3 separate regions of the Mus musculus genome follow, and all the other regions are linked to region 3. A link is a contact called in public Hi-C and promoter capture Hi-C data. All regions are on one chromosome and are shown on one strand. Each heading gives the region's core, a stretch centred on a gene start, on an enhancer-like site or on the middle of the called end of the contact. The rest is flanking DNA. Distances are from core to core; before and after follow the strand shown. Region 1 holds the start of Frmpd4 (FERM and PDZ domain containing 4). Region 2 holds the start of Trappc2 (trafficking protein particle complex 2). Region 3 holds the start of Tlr7 (toll-like receptor 7).

Region 1 (2,700 bases), core at 158-2,657, 790 kb after region 3:
ATCTTCCCAGAGTAAGTTACATAGGGATCCTTTCCCTAAGGTAATCTATGCCTGATGTGAAGATTAACCTATATGATTGAGAGCATACAGGGATGGGCAGGGAAAACAAAGAGCTGCAGTTGTTGGCACTATCCAAACCTGAGGGCTGTGAGTGCCTCTGATAGGACTGGGCAAACCAAGTCAACATATTTTTCTGCCTCGGGTTTTTGAGATTGTTCATCTTTTTTATGCAATCAACACATTTTACTCTTATCCCATAGAATAAAGGAAAGTATAGCATGATACTTGATCTTAAAAAGTGCTTATCTGATAGGGGTTATTGCCCTAGACCTCCAAGACACAGGGTCTGCCAGAGTCTTGCAAAGAAGTAGGAAGACATAGTTTCCCAACACCTCTCCTGCCCACCTCTCTCAGTTATTGCCCCAAGCACAAGACCTGACTTGTTGTGTACAGTGAAGATTTTGGAAGCACAGCAGGGCAGGGAATAAATGAGTACTCTGACCAGATACTACTTAGGTAGCCACAAAGTGGCAGGCAATGTTACTATTCTCTTATCGACACTGCTGGGGAAAGGAATCTTCCTGATTTGATGATTCCGCTTTAGTTTCAATCATAACACAGCTACTTAGAAGCAAATTTCTAAATCTCCAAGGCTTTAGATTTATTTCCACAGTTACCCAAAGAATGGCTGAAAGCCTTTTTCTTCTACCTCCATGACTTTGCCATCTGGGTCCCTGCTGGAAACATCCGGGTCAACCTTCAAACTGACTTTTCCAGGGCATAGAGGACTAATTTAGGGGTAGGGAAAGGGGGTTTTTGGGTCCTTGCTGTTTGGAAATCAAGTACCTAAGCTCGAAATACTTCTGGTTTTCCCTAGTAAAATCGATTTCAACCATCATCTCTTGACCCTTAACATAGAGTGTGACCCCTAATCCCCACTGTGGCTTTTTCTGAGGGAAAACAAGCTGTGCTGAATATCTGGTGGGGGTGGTGGTGTCTGTGTGTCTGTGTCAGTGTGTGTGTGTGTGTGTGTGTGTGTGTGTGTGTGTGTGTGTGCTCTATTTTGGGGGCTATAAAACCCCATCAGAAAGGGAGAAATAAGTTGAAGGCAGCAGCCTCGGGTCCTTTTCTTTTGGTCCTACCTTAAGCCTGGCTGCTCTTTTAAGCTTTTGCTCTTTCCAGCCCCCAGAAAAATAAAGCACCAAGTTTCTGCGGAAGCCCTAGGTGCAAAGAAAACCCGCGCGGTCCCTACCTGGAAAGCTTTGGAATCTTCACAAAGCTGAAGACATCCATGTAGGCAGCTTGGGGACCCCAGAGCCTGGAGGCTCCGTTGCCCCTTCTCACACCAGCAAAGGCAGCCTCAGCAGCCCCATGGCCAGGACCTCAGTGCGCCTGGGGTTTGAGTGGCAGCAGCGGGTGGTGGCGGAGACCCAGGAGGGCCAGTACCTGGAGGCGGCGGCTGCTACCCCCCTCCGGCCGTGAGCTGCGTGTGCATCCCCAAGCAGGACCATTGATGGGCGCCCGCTTCGGGAAAACTCAATGGAGAAGGAGCCAGGCTGGGCACAAGGAGCGGGGGCGGGGAGCACGGCCCGGGTCCTGCGCCCCGCCCTGAGAGCTTTGGCTCTAAGGACCGCCAGGCGCCCTGAGGACCAGAGGCTAGGGTGAGGGGTGCTGCTCCTGCTTCCCAGCCTTTGGGGCCCAGGGTCCCACGCACCGAAGATCGCAGACTGAACCAGGAGGCGGCGGGCAAGCTTGGCACACGCGCACGCACCCCTCACAGCACTGCAGCTGCCTCCCTGCCTCCTTCCCCGAGTCCCTTTCTCGCCTCCCTACCCCCACCCGCCCAGGGGGAGGGGGCACTCTCCTGTCACCCGCTCCGGGAGCCTCCAGATCCTTTAGATCTGCTCCAACAGTCCTTAGCGTGCTGCAGGACCGCGACACACTACCTCCAGCCTCCAAAAACCATAGGGAGAGCAATGCAACCGCAGGCGGCCCTAGGCTTCCGTAAACAGAACTAGGGATGGGAAGAAGCGACGGGATCGTTTGTCAGGGGAAGGGAAGGGAGATACCCAGCGGAGTGGGCTCAGTTTTGAGAGCTCAAGAGTTCCCTCTGCTTTCCCTGAACCACTGGAGCGAGACGTGGCTGTTGGGATAACTGGAAAGGTGTGTTCTTTGGACAGCAGCACCACAGCAGCGTTGGTGAAATAAGCACAGGATGAATTTGCGGGGTGCAGGGATAAACACAGCTGCTCCTTACTAGAGGAAAAGAGAACTCGGGGTCCCAGGAGCTGGGGTGGGGGCGGGGTGCAGCGCTAATTAGGAGGGGCTGAGGATGACAGGGAAGAGAAGGGTTGCTAGCTAGGTCTGGCGGGCGGAGCAAGCTGCCTTTTCAAATTGAGGGTGGGCAAAACCGTAAAGGGGAGGGGGAGAGAAACCTTGCGAGAAGCACAAACCAAACACTGAACACTCACCTTAGACAGAGTAAACTCCAAGTTGCAGCCATTTAGAACTCCTAGGCTTTCTTCTTTTTTTTTTACATAATTACCTTGGAGAATCACGCCTGTTCCTTAACTCACTGCTAGCTTTCCTTGAGGCTTGGGCTTCTCTCGGGGCTTCACCTTTTTTCTTCTTTCTCTCAGAGTCTTAAGGAGTCTTCTCTCAGACTCTTCAGGATCTCTCCCCAGAGTCAGTGAAGGTCAG
Region 2 (2,700 bases), core at 201-2,700, 890 kb before region 3:
TTTTTCTCTCTTCTGCCTTTCTGTATTTTCCGGACAAGTCTTAAATATTTGTATGTAGTAAAACAAGAGTGGGAAAAATTGGGCTCACCTTTCCTTAATTTCCAATTCTATATGTAAAATATAGTCTAAAAGGTATATTGTAAGGAAACACATTGAACTAACTCCATCCCTTGCTGCTACCCAAACTTAAGATGTTCTAATAAACAGTTGCTATTCATTTAAAATATCCACACTCTAAAATATCTTATGTGTACTTACTATTACTGACACAGGGTATCACTATGAAGTCTTGGCTGACCTGGAACTGGCTATTTGGCCCAGCTACCCTCACAAGAGATGTGCCTTCCTCTGCTTCCGAAGAACTGGGATAAAGGCGTGTGACAAGACACCTGGTACCATTCCACTATAGATTTTTTTCTAGGGAGTATCATGAAACAGACTGGGCTTCATTTTGTTGTTCTCAGACATGTAGACCACAGTACTCTGCTCACATTACCCTCTGCAGTCCGTTCCTCGCAAGTCCCCCTCCTGCTCACTACATAGACGTAGCATGATCAAAGCGAGACTGGGAACAAGATTTGTAACAGCAGCTTAGTTTTATGGCAATGTGTTCATTATACAGGTTATGTGCTACCTTAATGAATGAATTTAAATGTGGAGCCACCTGCGGTTAAAGGTTACACTTGTGGAAGTATAACGACACGATTGTGCCTAAATCTGATACCTGAAGTGTGTCCAGTACACCCCGATCCTTAAACGTCTGGTATAGCTTTTTGCGCAGTTCATCTTGACTCAACACATCAGACTTGTGGGGCATGTTGGACTGAAAAGAGAAAATGATGGGTTACCTAGTGTCAACGTGGACCTGAATTTCAGAAATCAGTGACCTCACCGGAAGCCCTAAGATGCTTAACGGACATCAAAACAAAGAGATGTCCAATCGGAAAAACCCTGGAAAGTGGCAGGTGGAACTACCTGAGCCATCCTCATCTGCTTTCCTCCCGAGCTCGCCCCTCCACGGTCGGACTCCTCGGCCCGGGCCGGGGCGCAGGAGGAGAGGGAGCCCTTGACCTCGGAATCCAGCTTGTCTCTGGGGACCTAGGGGAGCAAGAGAGCTAAACATTCAGCCCCTAACTCGTCAAGCAGCCGCGCTTCCTCCCACGGTATGGGAAGGGTGGGCGGGTCCGCGAGCCAGGAGGGACTCTGGACGGAATAAAGACGGAAACGACAAGCGAGGGCCCCGAAGCGGCCGCTCAGTCGGCAGTTTTCCCTGCTCCGTAGCTCATCCCTACACTGCCCGCCGCCCGCCGCCTGCTCCGCCCGCTCCGGCCGCTCGGCCCGCTCGGCCGGCTCAGCCTAACCGCCCAGGCTTTGGCCCTCCGTGACGCCTGCGCGCTCTTAGGCGAGCAGTCCCGGCCACGTCTCGCGAGAGCATAGCCTCAGATCTCGCGAGAGTGATTTTGGGACTCCCAGGCTGAGGCTCCCGAGCGCAGATTAAAGAGGCGGCCGGTTCTCATCTCGGCTCCTCCCTACAGGTGAGCTCTGGAGGGAAGCAGGCGGCGGGCGTTCCGGGTCCGCGGGGGCATCCAGGCCTCCCGTGATGCGAACAGTGGTCTTCTACCTCTACCCAGCCCTGACTCGGGACAGCACGCCCAGCCCCCCGGCGCCGAGTAATCCCCGTTCTCCTAGTTGGTATAGCCTCCGTGTCCCCTTGGAGGGGACCTCCGCGCACTGGGACGGAGGCTTGGCGTTCTCCAGGTCGCTAACGCAGTGCATCTTCATTGCAATGCCATTGCCCTTTGCAGCCGGTTTACTGTAGAAAGCGGTCTCGGGCATCGTAGGTTGACCGCATCCTTGGTCAGTTTCCATTAAATGCCAGTGGTACCCTACCTCGCCCTCCAGACTTTGACAGATGCTCTCAAAGAGGGCAAAAGCGCATCTCCTTGAGAAGCACGGAGCTTCATTTTATAGAAAAGCCCCACTAGTTTTGCTGATCTGTGGGGCAAGTTGAATTTACAGCTGTCAGGAGCAAGTTTCTGAAAGGTTCCTCCATAGAGAGATTTGCTATAAATATGGACGGCTTTGAACTGGGGTGCATGCGTTTTATCTTGTGTTTGCCTGTTAACTAAAATGTTTAACTTGTAAGGATTTCTAAATTCATCCTGCTCTTGCACTAGTAGTCTTCCACCATTGCACCATATGAATTTTTAGCTTCCTGGTAACTTCAGATGTCAGCCCTGGGCTTGGCCTTTACAGCAGTTTAGAATAAGCCTGTCAAGTCTAGAGTTAAAAAAAAATACTTGATCTTGTGTATGTACTGCACTCCCTCAAACCCATACCAGACATGAATAATTGATCATAGCCATTCGACCACACTGTTTCTCAGCACCAACTCCTGACAGCCATACCAGACATGAATAATTAATTGATCACAGCCTTTCACTGCTGACCACACAGTTTCTCAGCACCAGCTCCTGGCAGCCATACCAGCAAAGCAGATTTTGCTCATAAGGAACCACGAGCTATCCCTAGTCAAATCCCTTTCCTACTAGACATTATATTTCAAGAATATACTAAACACCCACCACAGAACACTTCATCCTCACTTAGCTTAAAACACCCTCGACTGGCTCCTTCAGTTGCTCTTATTTTGTTTTGTTTTCAGACCATTCATTGTCTAAGTCCCCACCCACCCCCCTG
Region 3 (2,700 bases), core at 143-2,642:
ACCCCTAACCTCCCTACATCTTCCATGCCCCAGCCCTTCACTGGATCTGAGCATTCTGACTCTCCTCTTCCTCCAGGAAATGCTGCGGCATCCTGGCCAGCCTCCAACAAGAATTCTGTCAGACTAAATTAGCTAGAACCCCATCCCCCCACCACACACACCATATGCCTGAAATTTCCTCTTAGTACTTTTCCATCTACTGACTGCTGCCCACCCTTTGCTTTAAATCCCATGTGTTCTGATTGTGTTAGGAATTGAGTCTAAGTGCATCCTGAGGCCTCTACCCTGGACATGCTCATCCCTGAAACCCCATTTCATCTAATTGCAAACTCTGAGCATCTTTGACAGCAGTAGAGCAGGGGGCGTCCCCCAAATCCCTGTTCTTCATGTCTCCTGAATCCATTCTTTCTGTACAGTCATTCAGATAGCAACATATGGTAGGAAACACATTAAGTCACTTTAGGGGCCTGCATGACTTTAAAGATCAAACTGGAGAATTTTTTTTTAAAAAATTAAAATTCTCAATTCAAACATCTACTCTTGCTCACTACAGTATGTACTGAGCATGTAAGAAGTTGGACAGAGCAAACAATGACTAATCCCAAATTATGAAATACTACATTGATTCATTTTGATTATGAAACATCACAAAGCAGTTTCTCCTAGGAAACAACACTCTGGGCATGGAACCCAGGGACTACGGGCAAGTGTTGTACTGCTGAGCTACATCTTCATCCCTGAACAATTCCTAAATACTTTTCTTGCCAGTTCTTAGCACAAAGATGAGCAATGACAAAATCAGGCTCCATAAACTGTTCTTACCATTTTCAGTTTTCTTTCAAAATGGAATCAAGAGGTCTGGTGGAGGAGAAGAGAGTCAGAGATAGGCCAGGATCATCCTGAGAAGGGAGCCAAGGACATCTGCAGTGAGAAACAGAGACATCCAATGTGACACTTGAAAGGCAGCAAAGACACACTGGCAACACTGTTTTATAAATGTGCTGTTGAGAATACATATAGTATTCATTTCATTAAAGTTAGATACAAGAAAGTCAGACTCCAGGAAACTGTTTCCAATCTGACTGAAAATCTGTCTTGGACGAATTGACATTTTAGACTACAACATTATTTTCATTACATTCTAAAACATTTTTTGGCTTACGGTTTGGATTCCTTCTCTTCTCACCCCCATTCCCTTGTAACAGCACGTACATCTACTTACTGAAATTATCGAAATGTGTCCCAGTGTTTAAAATACCTTTCTTGAAGGCATAGAGTGGTTCTATAGATGGAGTCCTCTGAGACAGAGAGAAGGCAACAGAAAACCGAGACTCGCAGAGCCTTTGAGCTGCGTGCTTTGGGCTTTCCAAATACAAAATTGAGGCTGGGTAGTGGGAGGAGGGCAGGAAGGAGCATGACTACTTAACTTACACCACACGGGGGTTGCAGAAACACCCGGCTCCTCTTTTTTTTTTTTTTTTTTTTTTAATCACTAGAGTTGAGGCAACATTTCTAAATCCAAACAACCTGATAAAGCAACCTGTCCTTTTGTTTAAAAGCAGGGATTTATAACTTTGCCACTAGTGTGTGTGTGTGTGTGTGTGTGTGTGTGTGTGTGTGTGTGTGTGTGTGTGCGTGTTATCTGTGAAGGTACATGTGTGTGAAGAGTGTAGAGGAGGATTTCAAGTACACACCCTGTCACTCTCTACTGTACCCTTTTTAGACAGAGTCTCTTACGGAATCTGAAGCTAGACTGGGGTCAACTAAACCTAGAAATCCTTCTATCTCTACCCTGCATAGTACTGAGGTTAGAGACATTCTGCCATCATCATCACATTACTAGGGTCCTGGGGATTCAAACTTTAGACTTGTGCTGCAAGTGCTCTTCTCCACTGAGCCTCTCGCCAGCTCACTATTGACAATCTTGACATTTTGACATTTTGTTATATTGTAGGATGTTTGGCAGCATTCGTGCCCTATCTCTCTAGAAATCAACAGCACTGCCTTCTTCTACTTCTGATAACTACAGACTCGAGAGTATGCCAGGAGGGGGCTGTGTGGTTTAGGTTGAGAGACACTGCTTTATAAATATCTTCGAAATGAGTCAAGATTTATCTTGCATTGTTTTTGGTCCAGTTTGAAGGGACACTGATTTTTGAGTGGTATTAAAGCTACCAGTTGGGTCCCTCACTTTAGTTTCCAAAAATCAGCAATACTTCCATTCTGGAGAATATAAAGAATTATTTGCTTCTCAGAGTGTCCCTAAGAGAAGTATTCCCTCCTGTACTGATAATAGAAGCCTTTTGTGGACAAGCTTAAATTATTGTAGCTTTGTTTAAAGTTATTAATATACCTATAATTTAACCAAGAAAGAAGATGCAGATATTAGCATCCAGAGAACACTTAATAATAACCAGAGTTAACATGCTGGCCTGCATTAGTATCCCTAGTTAGCTGAGAAAATAGCAACTACAGGTAGACCACATTTGCCAAGGGCTTGTTATGTTAAAACACGCATCTGTATTTATGTTATTAAATACTGAAAATCAAACATTTTTAGATGTATTTATTTTCCTTTATGTGTATTATTGTTTCGCATAAAGGCATGATGTTTGTATATGCTGTGTGTGTCTGGTGCCTGAGGAGGTCAGAAGAGGGCATTGGAGTCCTTGGAACTGGAGTTGTCCTCCGTGGTGGTAA

The links. Promoter capture Hi-C pulls out the DNA fragments that hold promoters and counts their contacts. Hi-C and Micro-C count contacts between places; a contact is called where the count stands out from the background.
Region 1: a promoter capture Hi-C map of hippocampal neurons shows a contact between it and region 3, with 6 times the contacts expected there. The contact joins the promoter of Frmpd4 here to the promoter of Tlr7 in region 3.
Region 2: a Hi-C map of B cells shows a contact between it and region 3, with 8 read pairs. The contact joins the promoter of Trappc2 here to the promoter of Tlr7 in region 3. A contact is called at or near these places in 1 of 39 promoter capture datasets (the HPC-7 cell line), 1 of 484 Hi-C or Micro-C datasets (B cells), 1 of 115 datasets of contacts at active chromatin or transcription factors (the NIH/3T3 cell line) and 2 of 9 other capture datasets (adipose tissue and liver).

Annotation. Positions count from the first base shown.
Region 1 is chrX:168,121,534-168,124,233 of GRCm38.p6, forward strand. Frmpd4 (FERM and PDZ domain containing 4) reads right to left here and starts at 1,408. Exons shown (of 17, transcript NM_001368936.1): 1 at 1,253-1,408. The coding sequence starts at 1,293.
Region 2 is chrX:166,439,305-166,442,004 of GRCm38.p6, forward strand. It overlaps Trappc2 (trafficking protein particle complex 2), which reads left to right and starts at 1,451. Exons shown (of 5, transcript NM_025432.4): 1 at 1,451-1,535. It overlaps Ofd1 (OFD1, centriole and centriolar satellite protein), which reads right to left and starts at 1,400. Exons shown (of 23, transcript NM_177429.3): 1 at 976-1,400; 2 at 725-823. The coding sequence starts at 990.
Region 3 is chrX:167,329,179-167,331,878 of GRCm38.p6, forward strand. It overlaps Tlr7 (toll-like receptor 7), which reads right to left and starts at 1,393. Exons shown (of 3, transcript NM_133211.4): 1 at 1,259-1,393; 2 at 823-921. The coding sequence starts at 825.